3 separate regions of the Mus musculus genome follow, and all the other regions are linked to region 3. The links are chromatin contacts, called in public HiChIP or PLAC-seq and promoter capture Hi-C maps. All regions are on one chromosome and are shown on one strand. The core of a region is the stretch at or near the end of the contact, and the rest is flanking DNA. Distances in the headings are between cores, read along the strand shown.

Region 1 (2,945 bases), core at 302-2,801, 600 kb after region 3:
ATCTCAGAAGATAGAAAGATTCCCATGCTCACGGATTGGCACGGTTAATATAGTCAAAATGGCCATCTTGCCGAAAGCAAGAATAATGATGCTCTTAATGCAGCATTAATCATTAATATTAATAGCAAAAGCAACAAATTCTGTCATACCATGCATGACTAGGGTTCCATAAGCTTAAGATAGCCAAGAACTTCAGAATTATGAGAAAAACTGTAGAAGCTATCCTAATCCTTTATCCACCATCCTCACCAAGCCGAAGCCTAAGCAGATCAGACACAGTTCTGATACAAGACAGGATCGACTAGATAATTTGTGGAGCCCAGAACAAAACAAAACCAGATCCTTTTCTTTAAAAAAATAGGAAGAGTTATCACAGCATTACACCAAGTGCATGCAGGTAGCAAGCCGGTGAAGGCAGCTGGCTTTGTTATCAGAGCCTTTTGTGTTTGGAAAGTTGATAAGAAAAGCAAAAATATTTCACTATTAAACAAGTAGCAACTGGTTAATCTGTTTCAGCGTGAGTGTTGTGTGTCTGGGTTAGAGATGAGGTTGGGAAGTCTTCAGAGTTTCGTCTTGTCTCCTGACCTTCCATTTTTTCTTAAGCTTTTCAGCCGGTTGGACAAGAAGCAGTTCTGTAGAGCGGAGCAGTGTGGTCCATGAGGCAGCAGTACCATCTGAAAGCTTGGACAGAAATGCAGACTCTTGGGTCCCACCCCAGACCTACTGAATCAGAGCCTCATTTTAACAAGCTCCCCAAGGGATTCATACATCTGTGCCAGGCCAGACTAGAAGTGTTCTTGTAGAAGCAACCATGGGAGACTTCAGTGTCATGCTTCCTGTGTCTCATATGAGGCGAGTCAGCTCTTTCTTCCACTCACTTTGTACAGGGCTCCGGAATTTTGAAACCCAAGCTCAGGTGGAGACCGTACATCTCAAGACCGATTGCCCCTTTCAGAGGATTATCATTCCTTGGTTCTGGGATGCCAGTCTGGGATGCCTCCTTGCGCTGGGGGCCACCTGTTCTGGGCCCTGCATGTGGGTGCTGTGCCCATTCGACCCATGTGGGTCAAAGGCACATCTACACCTTTCAATTTTACTGGCCACAGGAGGTAAACCGAGTCCTAGGGAGTCGCGCATTAGCAAACCGCCCTCCAGAGTAAAGCTCTTGGTTCCTTTGCCCAGAACGGGGAGGAGGGTCTGAGATCATTTAGAACTTTGCCATTTACAGGTTGCCTTTCACGGATAACTTGGTTACTTTCCCACCGCACGCACTTTCCCACTTACGGAGCCCGGGATCCGCCGGGCTCCAAGCTTTGCCTCTGCCTTTCCAGACGGCCCAAGAGCTCCAGCTCAGAACCGCCAACCCAGGGAGCCACACCAGTCACCCTCCCAGCCATCGAGCCCGCCGGGCCCGTCGCCTGTCCTTGGCTCAGCGGCTTAGGTCTTAAGACCCCTAGGGTTTCAGATACCCTTTCTCGGCGCCACACTCACCTGCGGGTCCCGGTGACCGGTTGGCTGCTGGCGTCCTCGGGCCCTCCTTTTCCCCTTTCTGTCGGGCCGCGTCCCTCCTCCTCCCTCCCGCGGGCTGGGCGCCGCCCCCGCCGCTCCCGGACCACTTGCCCGCCTGCTCTGCAGCTGCCCGGCGTGGCGGGGCGAGCGCTCAGTGTGGCGGGGCTGGGCGTGGAGGTGGGGAGCGGGCGGGGCGCTGACACCGGGAAGCAGCCTCGTGGAGAGCTTCAGCCTAGACAGTGGGGAACCCCTAGGATGCTGGGCGGCTAGCAGGGCGCGATTCCCCACCCAGCCTCCACCCAGTGGCTCACCTTTAGGGGTCGCCTTGATCCCCCAAAGGCCTGGCCCAGGCTACTTTGAGCATCGCATGCTCCTGATAGGTGAAAACCCTCGCCCTTTGCCAGAATATTTCTGAAAGCAGAAACCAGACCTCCCCCCAGAGGACCAGAGTAAAATACCTGGTAAAGAACCATGCTGAGTGGTTTCTGAAAGAAACTATATAATTCACTAGGTAGTAAAAAACTAGGGGTCCTCATCGTTCCTCTGCCTGCTTGGGGGTGGGGGTGGGGGAACACTGGGGGCGGTGTGGCACTATAAGACCTTGCTTTGGCTTCCTATTCCCATGGTCAGCATCTCCACTTTCATAGACTATAAGCTAGGTCTGTAAAACTCAGATCACTTAAACAACTTTTCAAAGGCCCATTTAACAGACAGAATTCTGGAATAAGGTTTCCACAGTATTGACTCTCAGGTAGAGACCAGGAGAAAATATAAGCTGTCCGAATTTCCTTCCTGGTTCTTTCCAGTCAAGAAATGCCTATAGTTGCAAAGTGCTTTACAATATGAAAGCACAATTCTGATTTCTTATAACGTGCAGGGAAATAGAGCATTTTTTTTCTTTATGACCAAAATTGGATTTTGATTTGAATTCACAATCCTGGGGATCTGCTATTTATAAAGGGCAAATCTGAAGAGTAGGGTGACTGAGTCTGCTACATCAGCCCCATTGAACAAAGCTCAGGGTATACATTCTGCCTGGCAGGATGGGTTGTATTTGTTTTACAAACACCAAGTTATTAACACTCACAACAGTCTAGCTGGAGAAATGAATGGGCAGTGTTTTCAGACAGACTTTTGCCTGGATGGATTAAGGGAGAGTTGGTGGAGAAGAGGAAGCACATCCAGGTTACATAACAAGCCAGAAGTTGTGGCTGGAAGTGGGGAGTATATTTAAGAAACAGACTGCATGTCATTCCAAAGGGTTAAAATGGTTGTGTTTGTCTTATTATAAAACAGACTCCATAGCATATAGAGCCACAAGAATTCTTATACAAAGCTAGTTGGATGTAAATTGCTTTTAGCGCTTTAGAGCTCTGTCAGGATGTACTAAAGTGAGTACCACTATTGTATGACAAGCAATTCCCCCTTAGATTCAG
Region 2 (2,810 bases), core at 115-2,614, 830 kb after region 3:
TTAGCCATCTCTCCAGCCCCCTGGTCTTCCTTCTTCTTGAGTTTCATGTGGTCTGTGAATTGTATCTTGGGTACTTGGTTGTCTCTCTATCTTGGTCATGGAAGAGGCCCCAGCATAAAGAATAAAGCACTCTTTCCATTTACATACTATTTGAGTCCAGGGTATCATTCTTTGGTGAATCATGAACCGATACACCTTCAGCAGAACAATAGTATTTGCTTTTCTCCTAGGACCATGGCCTATCTAATCTTGAGTTCTTAGCTACCTTAACAGTGTCAGATCTGAGTACACACACACACACACACACACACACACACACACACACAGAGAGAGAGAGAGAGAGAGAGAGAGAGAGAGAGAGAGAGAGAGAGAGAGAGAGTCTTCCTCATCGTCGTTGTCATCATCATCATCTGGGTCTGTTTTGGTGAGAAGGCTATCCCACAGAAACTTAAACTACAATTTATTTTAAGCGACAATCTCCTAGCTCTCCTTTCCCCACAACCTCTGCTTCCCAGAGACTCCTCCCTCTACTTTAATTAGCCAGTCTCCTTCCACCCAGTGACCTCAGTCCAGTATCACACATGAACTGCCTCCAAGCCACATTCTCTTCCAACACGCCATCCCTCCATGACGTCACCAAAATGGCCTTGCTAAGACGGAAGTCCAACAATGTTATCTCTAGCTTAAAAAAAAAAAAAAAAGAAAAGAAACCAACAACAACTGGTTCTGCAGTGCTAAAACCCAAATTCCATAGTGACATAAAAACCATAGCTCTCATTTTAAAGGGAATAAGAGATAATTTATTCTGGAGCCATTTTGAATGACTGAAAATATAGATTTAGGTTACTTAAATTCCATGTTCCAACATGGAATCAGTTTCATGAAGTTTTCATAGTTTTACAGAACAAAGAAAGTCATAAATCGAGGTAAGTTTAAAATATATCGGTGGGTATATCAGAGAGGCAGGCACATGGAGATGGGGGAAGCTTCCTTTATAGGGCCTAAAATCTTACCTGATGCCCTTCTTAGCTCTTGGTAAGAGTTTGTGCTCCAAGTTAATGGCTTACTAAAATGATTTTTATTTATTATCATACGGTGCTAGTTCAGATAGAGTGGAGCAAGGAATGACTGTTCCAGAAGGTCAAAACTAGCCCAAGATTAGTAATTAATGTCTGCATCTACAAAATCCCAGTCTCTCCGCAGGACTAAAATTCCTATGGGTCCCTCAGGCCCCCCGCAGACAAACTCCCTCCAGGAGTGTCTTGTTCACACCGGAGAGCAGCTTCTCTTCAGGAACTTGTTCCCAATAGCATGGCAGGAAAAGGTCTCAGGATGTGACCTCAGCTTGCTTTCCCAGGCCCTTCTCTTCTGTGATCCTACTCCACCCAGCTCCTTCTCAAATCCCCTAATCTGCAGCTACTGAGAGCTGCTATTCTTTGAATCCTCCACACTTGGTCAGCTTTCAGTGAGCCTTTGCACAGCGCAGCATCTTTCCAGGGGTGATCTTTCCCCTCCCCCTTTCCACTGAATGTCTATGGTTCCTTAATCCCTAGCATAATTACCATTTTCTCAGTGAGTGTTCGTTCTCTAAACTCCTCAGGCAGAACAGGCTGCCCCTGCTGGGTCCTCATACCTTTGGGTAATTACTTATTGATGCTGTCTCTCTTCTGAACTGAGAGCAACCCTCACAGCCTGTGTGCTCAGAGCTGTCAGACTGTGCCTATAAGCACGTTCACTATCCTCTCGCCAGGGTCCAACTTATTATAAATGATCAGTAAGTGCTGTTGGATAAATAGAATAATTTCTTGAACCACAATCAGATTAGGAGCATATAACCCAGGGCTGGAGAGACAATTCAGTAGTTTAAAGTGCACACTACTCTTGTCAAGGAATGGAATTTAGTTCCCAGTGTCTGTGTCACAATTGTCTGCAGCTCCAGCCTAGGGGCTCTGACGTGCTCTTCATGTTCTCCAGACACCAAGTACGTGTGCAATTACTCATGCACAGACACAGACACACACACACACACACACAGAGAGAGAGAGAGAGAGAGAGAGAGAGAGAGAGAGAGAGAGAGAGAGAGGCACACAATTTAAAATAATAATAAAAATAAAATCTTTAAGGACACATAACCTTAAGTATGCCCGCAGAGAAGAGGCAATGAGGATCCAGCAGACAGAGTCCACTCCTGACCTTAACCCTGTGAGGATAGGTATGATGGTATGATGCTTTAATTGCCAATTTGATACAACCGAGAATCACTTGGAATGAGAGTCTCATTGAAAGACTGTCTGCACAGGGTTAGCCTGTAGACAGATATGTCTATGGGTGATTGTTAGTTAATTGATGTGAAAAGACCCAGCCCACCTGGGCAGCACCATTCCCAAGGCAGGAGGTCTGAACTGTATAGGAATGGAGAAACTGAGTTCAGGCCAGGTAAACAAGTAGGTATGTAGGAATTCATTTCTCTCTTCTCTCAGCTGGGGTGGGATGTGATGTGACTAAGCTATTTGAAGTTCCTGTCTTGACTTATCCACACTAATGGGTTAAAATTTGGGATAACATACAACACACACACACACACAGAGAGAGAGAGAGAGAGAGAGAGAGAGAGAGAGAGAGAGAGAGAGAGAGGGAGAGAGAGAGAGAGAGTTTCTCACAGCATCATAAATGAAACTAGAACAGGAAAATGCTAAGCCGTGAGTTCACTGGCCCCAGGGAAGTTACCATGGTAAGGGAGAGAGGGGGAGAGAGGAGAGAGAGGAGAGAGAGGAAGGAAGGAAGGAAGGAAGGAAGGAAGGAAGGAAGGA
Region 3 (2,700 bases), core at 125-2,624:
ACCACGTTATGAAAAAGAATAATCTTGTTAGCTTGGTTTCAAGTAGACAAACCAATTGTATAGCTACCAGATTGAAGACAGGAGTAGATTAAATGGATTTTATCCAAGATATCTATTTTCTATTACAAAAAAATTAATTTCTGACTTGGTGGCATCTTCGATGTCATGCACTGCCTATTTTCTGCCCCCAAACCCGGAAAAAAAAAAAAAACCTTTTCTTTCTCTCTGCTTTCTTTTTTAAGGTGGAAATCATGCAGCTTTTCATAGATTTGTCTGCAAGGTCTTTCATAAAAGATTTTTTTCTTAGTTAAAAAAAGTGCACTGGAACTATCTCTATCTTAACCACTAGTCATCCTCATTGGAAACTCGATTCGCGGTGGGACTTAAGATCTTTTTATTTCTACTGGTGCGGCGATGACTTCATTGTTGGTTTTTTTTTTTTTTTTAACCAGCTGGGGAATCGTGTAAAGCAGAGCAGCGTCGGACTGGAGTAGAGTTGTGGTTTGCTGCTGCAGCCCCGGCCGCCACGGTTTGCACGCGTCCAGCTGCTGTGTAAGGAATCCTCGGGCTGCCAGTTCTTTGCTCTTAAGTCACCCCAGGGAATCGCAGGCTGCGAGATGAACGTGAATATGAATGTGTTTGCGCGCGCGTGCACGCACAGCTGCAACAGTTAGGAGCAGCAATGGACTTCAATATTAAAAAAAAAAAAAACCTACGACCGAGATGAGCCATCCTTCGTCCTTTATTTTCAAGTAGTGCCCGGGCTCCCGCCCGAAATGTGGTCCCCGCCCTCCACCCACTCCGCTCACTGGTCCCCAGAGAGGGAGGCTAGGATAGCTGCGCTGCAGGCAGGATTTCCCCTTTTTTTTCTACCGCAGTGACAGGTGGATTCCCGGGCCTCCTCACCCCCCTCAACCCCCGCATCCACCCCTCTCTCAGTCACGATCTCTCCCTCCCCTTATCCTATTCCTCCCTCATTTCCCCCTCCCCACGTAAGCTCGCAGCCTGAGCCCCGCCCCTCCCAGCCTAGCAGCCCAGGTTGCTAGGGCCTGGCAGGGCAACCAAACCTGGTGCCCCAGGAGGAGCATCGCGAGCGCGCATAAGCGCGTTCGTGTAGTAGAGGGCTAGAACAAGAAATCCTGGTTCTAGGATTTTGGGGGACTCGAGAACGAGCGGCGTGGGCGGGGCGCGCGAGCCCGAACTCGAGCACGAGCGCTTTCTCTTCATTGGCGCCTATTGGTAGGCGGGGCTAAGGCGGGACCTAGCGGAATGAGAGGAGTTTGCCGATTGGGCCAAATGGGCAGACGGGGGCGGTGCGATCATCAAATTAGGCTGCGCGTTCGCTCCGGCGAGAGGGCGGGGCCGGAGGTTTCGATTACTTGTCGCTGCCGCTAGGGAAGGTAAAGCGGTGACGGCGGCCGCGAGAGTGAAGGCTTCCCCGATAGAGGTGGGGGACTCGGCAGGGTGAGTAGTTGCGTCCGCCCGTCAGGCCGTCTCATGTTGGCCGTGTGTCCACTAGCTTGTCTTTAGAGAGGGAACCCAGTCGGTCCACTTAGGAGGGTAACAGAAGGGGTAGCAGCGCAGGTCCCTGCACAACCGGGAGACACGGTGAGGGAGTCCCAAGCTGGAGTCTCCCTCGGCGATCCACCACGAGTCTCTAGGGTCTTCCCGGAAGGGCTGGGGCTGGAATTTTTGGTGCCAAGAGACAGAGGGGGCTGTGCTAGACGTATGGTAGGTCGAGGTCGGACCCCGCGGGGCTCCCCTTTGCTGCAGGTCTGCGGTGTCCCCACCCCGCTGCCCCCGTGGCCAGGGCTCTCCGGGCTTGCAGCAAGGAAAGCCCTTTTCCGCTAGCGCCGAGGAGGGCCCCCCGAAACCCCCGCCCAAGTTCCCAGAGAGCCCGGGACCCGCCGGCAGCTACGACTCTCAGCCCTGGTCCTTCTGACCTTGGCTGCCCGGGAGGGTGGGCGAGCGCCCCGCCTGCAGCCCCGCAGGTTTCTGCCACCTTCCACAGGACAAGTTTCAGGCGTTACTGTGAAGTTCACGGCTGGCGTGCTGGCAGAGAAGCAGAAATTGACCTCTTCTCAGATCTTCCTACCCTTTGGACCTTCATAGAAATTGAATCCTGGGGTTTGGAACCATCTGCCAGAACGAACAGGTCCTCGCACTGACACGTTTTTCTGTTCTCTTCTCTTCTTTTCTTTTCTTTCTTTCTTTTTCTTTTGTGCCCACGTTGGGGTAAAAAATAACCTGGGCATATTTCAGTGTAAAAGCAGATCTTTCTTGGGGGTTTTGATTTTTCGCTTCACTTGAGTTAGGCATGGCACAGATGCTTGGATAAGAAAAGCCTGACCTTAGTCAGGCTAGACAGACTAGAAGGATGCTGTGATATTTAAATAGTTGCAGATCAGTATTCTGTTAACACAATTATTTTTAATTGGCTGAAATTTAAGCTGATTTTAGAAAGTATTGACACAGAATAATTTCTTTCCGCGCATCTGATTTAGGCTTGTTTGAACGTAATGGTTATGTAGGCAGTATAAAAGATTACACAAATTAATTTGTCTGAGAGTATTTGACTGGAAAAAAGAGGCATAAATATGTATAGAATATAGGATTAGGGTTTTAGGTAACATCTGCTGGAACACTTCCAGCTTGTTTGTTTCTTGCTGTAGGGTTACAAAAAAGACATTTTGACTGAGA

The links. Promoter capture Hi-C pulls out the DNA fragments that hold promoters and counts their contacts. HiChIP or PLAC-seq counts read pairs in DNA pulled down with a chosen protein or histone mark.
Region 1: a promoter capture Hi-C map of the HPC-7 cell line shows a contact between it and region 3, with 4 times the contacts expected there. The contact joins the promoter of Adgrg2 here to the promoter of Cdkl5 in region 3. A contact is called at or near these places in 7 of 39 promoter capture datasets (the 3T3-L1 cell line, the HPC-7 cell line, cranial neural crest and 4 more) and 3 of 115 datasets of contacts at active chromatin or transcription factors (embryonic stem cells, large pre-B cells and stem cell-derived neural progenitor cells).
Region 2: an H3K27ac HiChIP or PLAC-seq map of extraembryonic endoderm stem cells shows a contact between it and region 3, with 8 times the contacts expected there. The contact joins the enhancer-like site here to the promoter of Cdkl5 in region 3. A contact is called at or near these places in 9 of 39 promoter capture datasets (the C10 cell line, the HPC-7 cell line, the SN4741 cell line and 5 more), 1 of 15 datasets of contacts at CTCF or cohesin (large pre-B cells), 10 of 115 datasets of contacts at active chromatin or transcription factors (cardiomyocytes, embryonic stem cells, extraembryonic endoderm stem cells and 5 more) and 1 of 9 other capture datasets (adipose tissue).

Annotation. Positions count from the first base shown.
Region 1 is chrX:160,389,296-160,392,240 of GRCm38.p6, reverse strand. Adgrg2 (adhesion G protein-coupled receptor G2) reads right to left here and starts at 1,551. Exons shown (of 28, transcript NM_178712.4): 1 at 1,492-1,551.
Region 2 is chrX:160,165,580-160,168,389 of GRCm38.p6, reverse strand. No RefSeq gene overlaps it. Among named protein-coding and RNA genes, the nearest start is that of Pdha1, 29 kb to the right of the region's middle. Within about 2 kb of position 1,364, at least 8 of the 459 cell types and tissues checked have an H3K27ac peak or open chromatin away from gene starts, as enhancers often do. A contact at or near this core is called in extraembryonic endoderm stem cells, where this site is marked.
Region 3 is chrX:160,993,355-160,996,054 of GRCm38.p6, reverse strand. It overlaps Cdkl5 (cyclin-dependent kinase-like 5), which reads left to right and starts at 1,374. Exons shown (of 19, transcript NM_001024624.2): 1 at 1,374-1,464.